Linked DNA regions of Arachis hypogaea: region 2 is linked to region 1. A link is a contact called in public Hi-C data. All regions are on one chromosome and are shown on one strand. Each heading gives the region's core, a stretch centred on a gene start, on an enhancer-like site or on the middle of the called end of the contact. The rest is flanking DNA. Distances are from core to core; before and after follow the strand shown.

Region 1 (3,695 bases), core at 586-3,085:
TCCTCAAGTATGTGCCCTAGTAGTAAAGCAGAGAGGATGGGAATGTCTCGAGTGCCGTATGCATCAGCAGTGGGAAGCCTTATGTATGCCATGATCTGTAGAAGGCCAGATATTGCTCAAGCAGTTGCGGTGGTAAGTCGATTTATGGCAGATCTAGGTAAAGAGCATTGGAATGTTATTAAGAGGATCTTGAGATACATCAAAGGGACCTCGAATGTTGCATCATGTTTTGGAGGATCGGAATTCATTGTCAATGGATATGTCAATAACTCAGACTTTGCAGGTGATTTTGATAAACGAAAATCTACTACAAGCTATGTGTTTATACTTGCAGGAGGAGCTGTGAGCTGGCTATCTAATATACAGACTGTTGTAGCTTTATCTACTACAGAAGCTGAATATATGGCAGCTACACAAGCATGCAAGAAAGCTATTTGGATCCAAAGGTTGATAGAAGAGCTCGGGCACAAACAACAGAAGATTTCTATGTATTGTGACAGTCAGAGTGCCTTGCACAGTGCAAAGAATCCTGCCTTTCATTCAAGAACAAAACACATTGGAGTACAATATCACTTTGTTTGGAAGTAGTAGAAGAAGGAAGGTGTTGATATGCAGAAGATTCACACTAAAGATAACCTAGCAGATGCCATGACAAAACTAATCAACACAGAAAAGTTTGAATGGTGTAGATCCTCATACGGCCTATGAAATACATGAGCAACATAAATTTTGAAAATTTATCAAAATTAGCTTTAAGTGGGAGATTGTGAAAATTAGTAAAGCTAATTTTAGAAAATAAATAAATAAATAATAACTAAATAAAATGAAAGGTAATAAACAATCTTAGTTTATAACCTTAGAATTTTAATGGTTGAAAAAGAGAAGAATTATATACCTTTAATTGACGGATGATTCATATTGAAGAAATTTACATATAAATTGAGTTTTTCTTTAATTCATTTCAATCAAGTCATTCAGATAGAATAACATAATATTTCTTTGAGTAATTTTCTCCTATATATAGAGAGAAGTGTGTTCTCCTTTTGTCAAGAGAGAGTGTTATTGTAATCTCCTTGTGATAGAGAGAAGTTGTAATTCTCAAAGAAAGTTATTCAATTGTTTCCATATTTTATACAAATTTCTAATTTTTCATCTCTATATATTTTGCTGTGTCATTTGTCTGGTAGCTAAGACTTTATCCAAGTTGAGTATCATGATTTAATTGATTCAATTCACACCAACACTTGAAAAATAACAGATACAATATATACAACAATCGATATCTCAAGAAAAAGAATAAGGTGTTTATTATAGTGCCTAAAAATTAATACCTAATAGCTAAAAATTGTTAAATAATTAATATTTAATTTAAAAATATAAAAATTAATAAATTTTAAATATTTAAAATATATTATAAAAAATAAATTAGACATAAATTACACCCTAAATAAAAAACACTATAGATAAAATTTGGTAAAAAAACAATAGAATTTTAGTTCCATCACCTTTATTGATCTTCGTAGCTTAAGTTTATTATAAAATAGAAGAGAACTTACATCTTATATTTTGTATTTTGTTTCTTTTCTTTATTTATTTATGTTTTACCTAATGTTCTTAAAATAATTAGTTGATCAATAAAAAAAGAAATTGAGTCGGTGGATAAGGCAAATATATTATACATTCAATGAACTTTTCTGCTTGAATCCTCTTTGAGTGTTAACATATTGTTTTTTTGAAGATTGAATTTGTATGCTCATGATTAGTTCATGGCTGAACCTACCTTTATGCATTCTTAATACAAGTCCCCAAATGCACTGTATTCTTCACAATCAGAATCAGCGTTCACGTGCCTTGTGATAATTACTGAAATATCAGCAACATACACAAGTTGCCCTCTGCCTACTACTTATGATCGTCAATCCAATTATTTAATTTCAATTATTAAGCCTTATTTTTCATTTATTAATGATTATTTTATTAAAAAACAATGATTATCGATATCAAAGTGGGTCAAATGATAGATAAGTTCGTCCCCTACCTTAAGCCTTGAATTCAAGTTCTATGAAAGTGAGATAACATTTGCTAGAATTTACTAAAAGCCAGAAATAATATTATTCTATAAGCCAGAAAATAGTCTAAATTATTTCTCAAGATAAGGTACTACTGTCAAATGTCAATAAGATAATATCGTTATTTTTCGAAAAAAAGAAAAATTCCCGACAATATTCTAAATCATTTTTTGACGAAAGAAATTTCGCAGTGATAAAAAAAAATAGGCTAATTTTTTTAGAAATAAAAAAAATTGTATATAGTATCATGATTAATTAGTGTAATTTTTTATATGGATTTTATTATTATTTTTTTAAAATAACAAATCAAACTTTTAGATTTAAGAAATCGAAAAATCAGATTTCCATAGTAAACAAATAAAAAGATTCTATTTGTGGTGAGATTTTTTTTTGGGTTTTTAAGATTGGAGAGTCCAATTAATATGTTTAAAATTCTTTTTAACACTAATACAAACCTAACCCTCAAATTTATATTGTTTTTAAAAAATTAAAAACCACAAATCTAAGGTCTTTAGATTTGTGGTATCCACAAAAAAAAAAAAAAACTATAAATCTGACCTTTAAATTTATGATATTCATACATAAAAAACTATTAAATTTTTACATTATTAAGAAACACCACTAAAATTCCAACACTAAAATAAAAAGCGAAAGAATATTGTTATTTCTCGAAAAAAAAAAAAAAACTCTCAACTGTATTCTGTGAGTTGTTTCTCTACAAAAGAGAATCTTGGCAAGCAATTAAATGAATAAACTACTATTTTTATTTAAGAAAGATAATACTTACTGAACTACATATAAAAGATTTAAATTTAACTTATACTCATAAAAAATAAAATTTATTTGACAAAAGTAGTCAAATATTAAATTTGCATTAACTCTACTAAAATATTCACCGGTTTGGCATGTGAAATTTTTAAAGCATCCATTATATCATTTTCAACATGATTTGTTTTCCTCTGTCAACAACAATTTTAAACAATTATACTAATTTCAAAATCACAAAATTATTTTTACTTTATATGTTAAGGCAATCCTATTTAACAATGATGATTTCGTTGACGAGCCATTAGCTGATGGAATAGAATACTCACGGCAACATATATAGTACTATAAGAAAGGAAAATCATGACAATAACATTTTATAAAGGTGCTTCATCACTAGCACTATTGCCTTACAACCTAGCATATTACATATTTATTATACTCAATTCTTGTTTACAATTAGCAGGTATTAGACTCTAGATTTGTTAAAATTTATAATTAATTCATATATTATCTCAAAATATTACATGTCTATAATTTTTTACAATTTTTTTTGATACTCAACCTAAATATTATCTCAAAATATGATATAAAAGTCGTCTATAATTTTTTACTGTCTCATCCAATTTTCAAATAAACAAAATAATATAGTGTTATACACGAATTAAAGGTATATATGATAACTTTATATTATCTCTCACAATTATTAAAGAAGATATTCATCTATTTTTTATTACTTCTCCAATCATCATGTTTAAGAAATTCACATGAAGTATAAATAATAATAATAAAAAAAACACAAAAGTGGATTTTCTTACCAAATTCTTCTCTCCATCTTCAAAAATTTTGTAGGTGACTAAT
Region 2 (3,695 bases), core at 508-3,007, 70 kb after region 1:
CTCTCCCTTTATCTATCCTTCTCATTTTTTCAACTACTTTATCTCTTTTATATATCATTATCAATGACTAATTACAAATTTAACAATCAAAATGTACAACATGACATTCTTTAATTATATTAAAATTAAAATTGAAATATTAAAATTGAAATTAAAATATAACTATATATATATATTATATTATTATCTAATTTAATAAAAAAATGTATCACATGACACTCTTATTAAATTTGAGAAAAAATATTTTTCTTTAAAATTAATAACCTCTCTTCTTAAATTTTCTCATCTACCTCTCTCCCTTTTTTCTATTTCTCTTTACCATTCTCACTTTATATATAATTCTGATATATTTTTATATTATTATCTAATTTAATAACCAAATGTGTCATATGACATTCTCTTATTCAAATTGAGAAAAAATATTTTCTTCTAAAAGTAATAAACTCCATTCTTAAATTCTCTCGTCTATCTCTCCCTTTTTTTTATTTCTCTACTCTTTCACTCTATATATAATTGTAATTTATATTTTATATTAGTAATTTGACAAATCAAGATGTGTCATCAGATATTTTTTATTATAATTAAAATGAAATTTTTTCTTTTAAAATTAACAAACTCCCTCTCTCAGTCTTCATCTTTATCTTTCTCTCTCTTTTCTCTCATTCTCTATTTTTTCTATTTTTTGTTCTACAAAAAATAAAATTAACAAAATAATATAATTCAAGTAAAAAATATTATTACTATTATATACATATTTTTTTAGTTTTTTTTATTTAGTTTTAAATTTTTTCTGTTTATTTTTTTAATATATATTTTTATTTTTTTCTTTCAAATATTTATTAAATATAATTTGGAGAGAATACTAATATTATAATTAAAAGTTAAAATCAAGATTCAATTGTTTAAAAATATTAATTTTGAGTTAATTTTATAACTATGAATATAATTTTTTTATGCTAATATCTAATTATATGTTTATATACATAGACAGAAAAAATATTATTTTTAAATAGCAAGCATAAAAATTAATTATTTTTATTTGTGTAACAGACTTAACACCTAATCAAAAGTATACAAATTAAATCGTTTCAAATTTTAGATAACGAATATTAAAATTAATTATTAGTAATAAATCAAACTCTTTTACATGAAAATAATAACTAAAAATCTTATTATTTGATTTTTTTTTCAACGGAGACCCTGGTCTTCTTAGCCGACAGAAAATTTTGTCCCCTACGATCTTTTTTATAAAAGTAGTTTGATTTTATAAATTTTTTGTGCTATAATTTATAATGTCAAAACAAAACTAATATAATTTTAAAAAAATTTATATTCCCGTAATATAATTGCGAGTAAAAATACTAATTGGCTAATAAAAATTTGGGTAAATCTTGAGTTTCTCTTAAAACCATGAAGTTACACATTATAATATCAATTTACCCTATTATTCTAAAATTATAAAAAGATTAACTTGAGTTACAAAATATAACATGCGAAAGGATAAAATGAACAATTATATATGTTAGGTATATACGAAAAAATCAGTCACTAAATTAATTATCCGTATAAAATATATATAAGAATACAAAATATACATTAATAATAAATTAAATAATATATATATTTATATATAAATACTTATAAATATATAATAACTAATTTTTAGTATGTATATAATATTTTTGCTAAATTAAATAATTACTCCAAAAGAAAGTAGTATTTCTTTATAGAAGAAAGATATTACTTTTTTTCTTTTAATTATTTAAACTAAAAAGTAAGTTGGCCAAGTTGGACTATTATGTTGTTCATTTTCAATGCTTTCAATTGTTTTTGTAGTTTTAAGAAGGGATGAGGAGAATGAGAAAGAGAAAAAGTTATATGATTGCGGAGGTAATAATAATGGTGGGGGGCAATACCTAATAGGGTGCTGATTCAAAAGCTCTGAACAGAGAGAGAGAGAAAGAGAGAGATGAGAGACATAGAAAGAGAAAGAACATTCTGAAGTTGGTTGGCTTTTTCTGTTTGTGTTGCTTCTGTGGCTGTCAAACAAGACTTAACAGCTCATCTTTTTTCTTTCTCAAATGGGTGGTCCTTTCAGTTTTGTTTGTCTTGTTTCTGTTTCTTCTTTTCTTTCTCTTTCTCTTCTCTTCATTCATAATACTGAGTGTTTCTAGTTTCTACTCATATTTATGTTTATGCTTTGAACCTCTTTGCTTTTGTTTTTTTGGTGCTTAGCTTTAATTTTGTTTCTCCATGTTTGGTCTCTTCTTTCTAAATTGACATGCATTCAGATTTTGTGATCTCTTTGATTTGATTAGCTTCCTTCCACTTTCAACTTTTTTTTTCTCCCCTTATCTTCTTTATCTTCTTCTACTTGTCATTGTTTTCCACTCTTTGTCCTTAAATTTCTTCTTTGGGTCTCTTAATTAATTAATTCCTCAACAATATTTGTTCCCTCATAAAGAGAAGAAACGTTACCAGCTTCATAGAGATATTAATGCTTTTCCCCTTCAGGTTCGTCTATTTAATCCCTTCATCTTTCTTTGTTTTTTTTTTTCTTTGATCATTACTCTAATTAGACTCCATTTTTTGGTATAGATTTTTTGTATTTGTGTTGTAATTGGGTGCTACTGTAACTCTGCTAGTCTCAATATTTAAACATTAATAATTTAGTTTCAGAAAAACTAAACTAAACGATATACTTTTGGAAATTGAAAAAGTTTCAAGTATTCTAGGAACGTCGGTGTTCCAGTGATTTTCTTATACTTTTATTTGACATGTTTTTCAGACAACATCTAAATAAGATGTCACTTCGAAATATGTAAACTGAGCATATCTTCTAAGTTTTGTGAACTTTGTTTAATTGTTGTTGAATAATTATACGGTAAAGACGTAAGTTTAAAGATTTTTTTTTATATGAGATGAAAGAAAAATAAAAAAAAGTAGGTTCTACACTTTGAATAGTAATAAAATAATAAAAAATAATTATAAAAAAATTTATTTTTTTTTATATCACTTCAATCTGTACAGTAGAATGTCTCTTAATTGTTACTACAAAAGAAAAAAAATATAAAAAAAGAATGCCTGACAATAAAAAAAATTAATAAAAAATAATTAAATTTTATTTTATTTAATATTTATTAATTATAATAAATATTAAATAAGATAAAATCGAATTATTTTTTTTTTCCTAGTATTGCCAATAAAGAAAGTTTGTTTAATTCCTTTTGGACTAAAGTAAGGTTTATTTTCTAATGTTTGTTTATTAATTAAGCTGAGCATTAATATTGTTTTATTTAATATTTATTAATTATTATAAGACAAATTTTAATAGTTTTCAGTTAAATTTTTTTATTATTAAATATTTTTATCAAAAAAATTATATACACATTAAAAATTAATTATTAAATCAGTCATAATAAATATATATATATATATATATATATATATATATATATATATATATATTGTGTGTTATATTAGATACTAAAAAAAATTGTATTTAATATTTAGTTTATTTTTAATATATATTTTATATTTTAACGTATATTTTATATTAATAATTAATTTTTTTATATATCTAACACAATTGATCTATATTATATTTCTCTTTGTCAAATTAATTACTATTTTTTTAGAATTTATTAGAACATTAATATATTTATGTCAAATATAATATTAAAATTTAATTAAAA

What was found. A called contact is a pair of places that touch in the nucleus more often than the background predicts.
Region 2: a Hi-C map of an unstated tissue shows a contact between it and region 1, with 2.4 times the contacts expected there. The contact joins the promoter of LOC112720634 here to the enhancer-like site in region 1. A contact is called at or near these places in 4 of 8 Hi-C or Micro-C datasets (leaf and an unstated tissue).

Annotation. Positions count from the first base shown.
Region 1 is chr11:32,292,931-32,296,625 of arahy.Tifrunner.gnm2.J5K5, forward strand. No RefSeq gene overlaps it. Among protein-coding and RNA genes, the nearest start is that of LOC112720632, 14 kb to the left of the region's middle. Within about 2 kb of position 1,836, at least 1 of the 3 cell types and tissues checked has open chromatin away from gene starts, as enhancers often do.
Region 2 is chr11:32,363,145-32,366,839 of arahy.Tifrunner.gnm2.J5K5, forward strand. LOC112720634 (phototropic-responsive NPH3 family protein NPY4) reads left to right here and starts at 1,758. Exons shown (of 5, transcript XM_025771645.3): 1 at 1,758-2,514.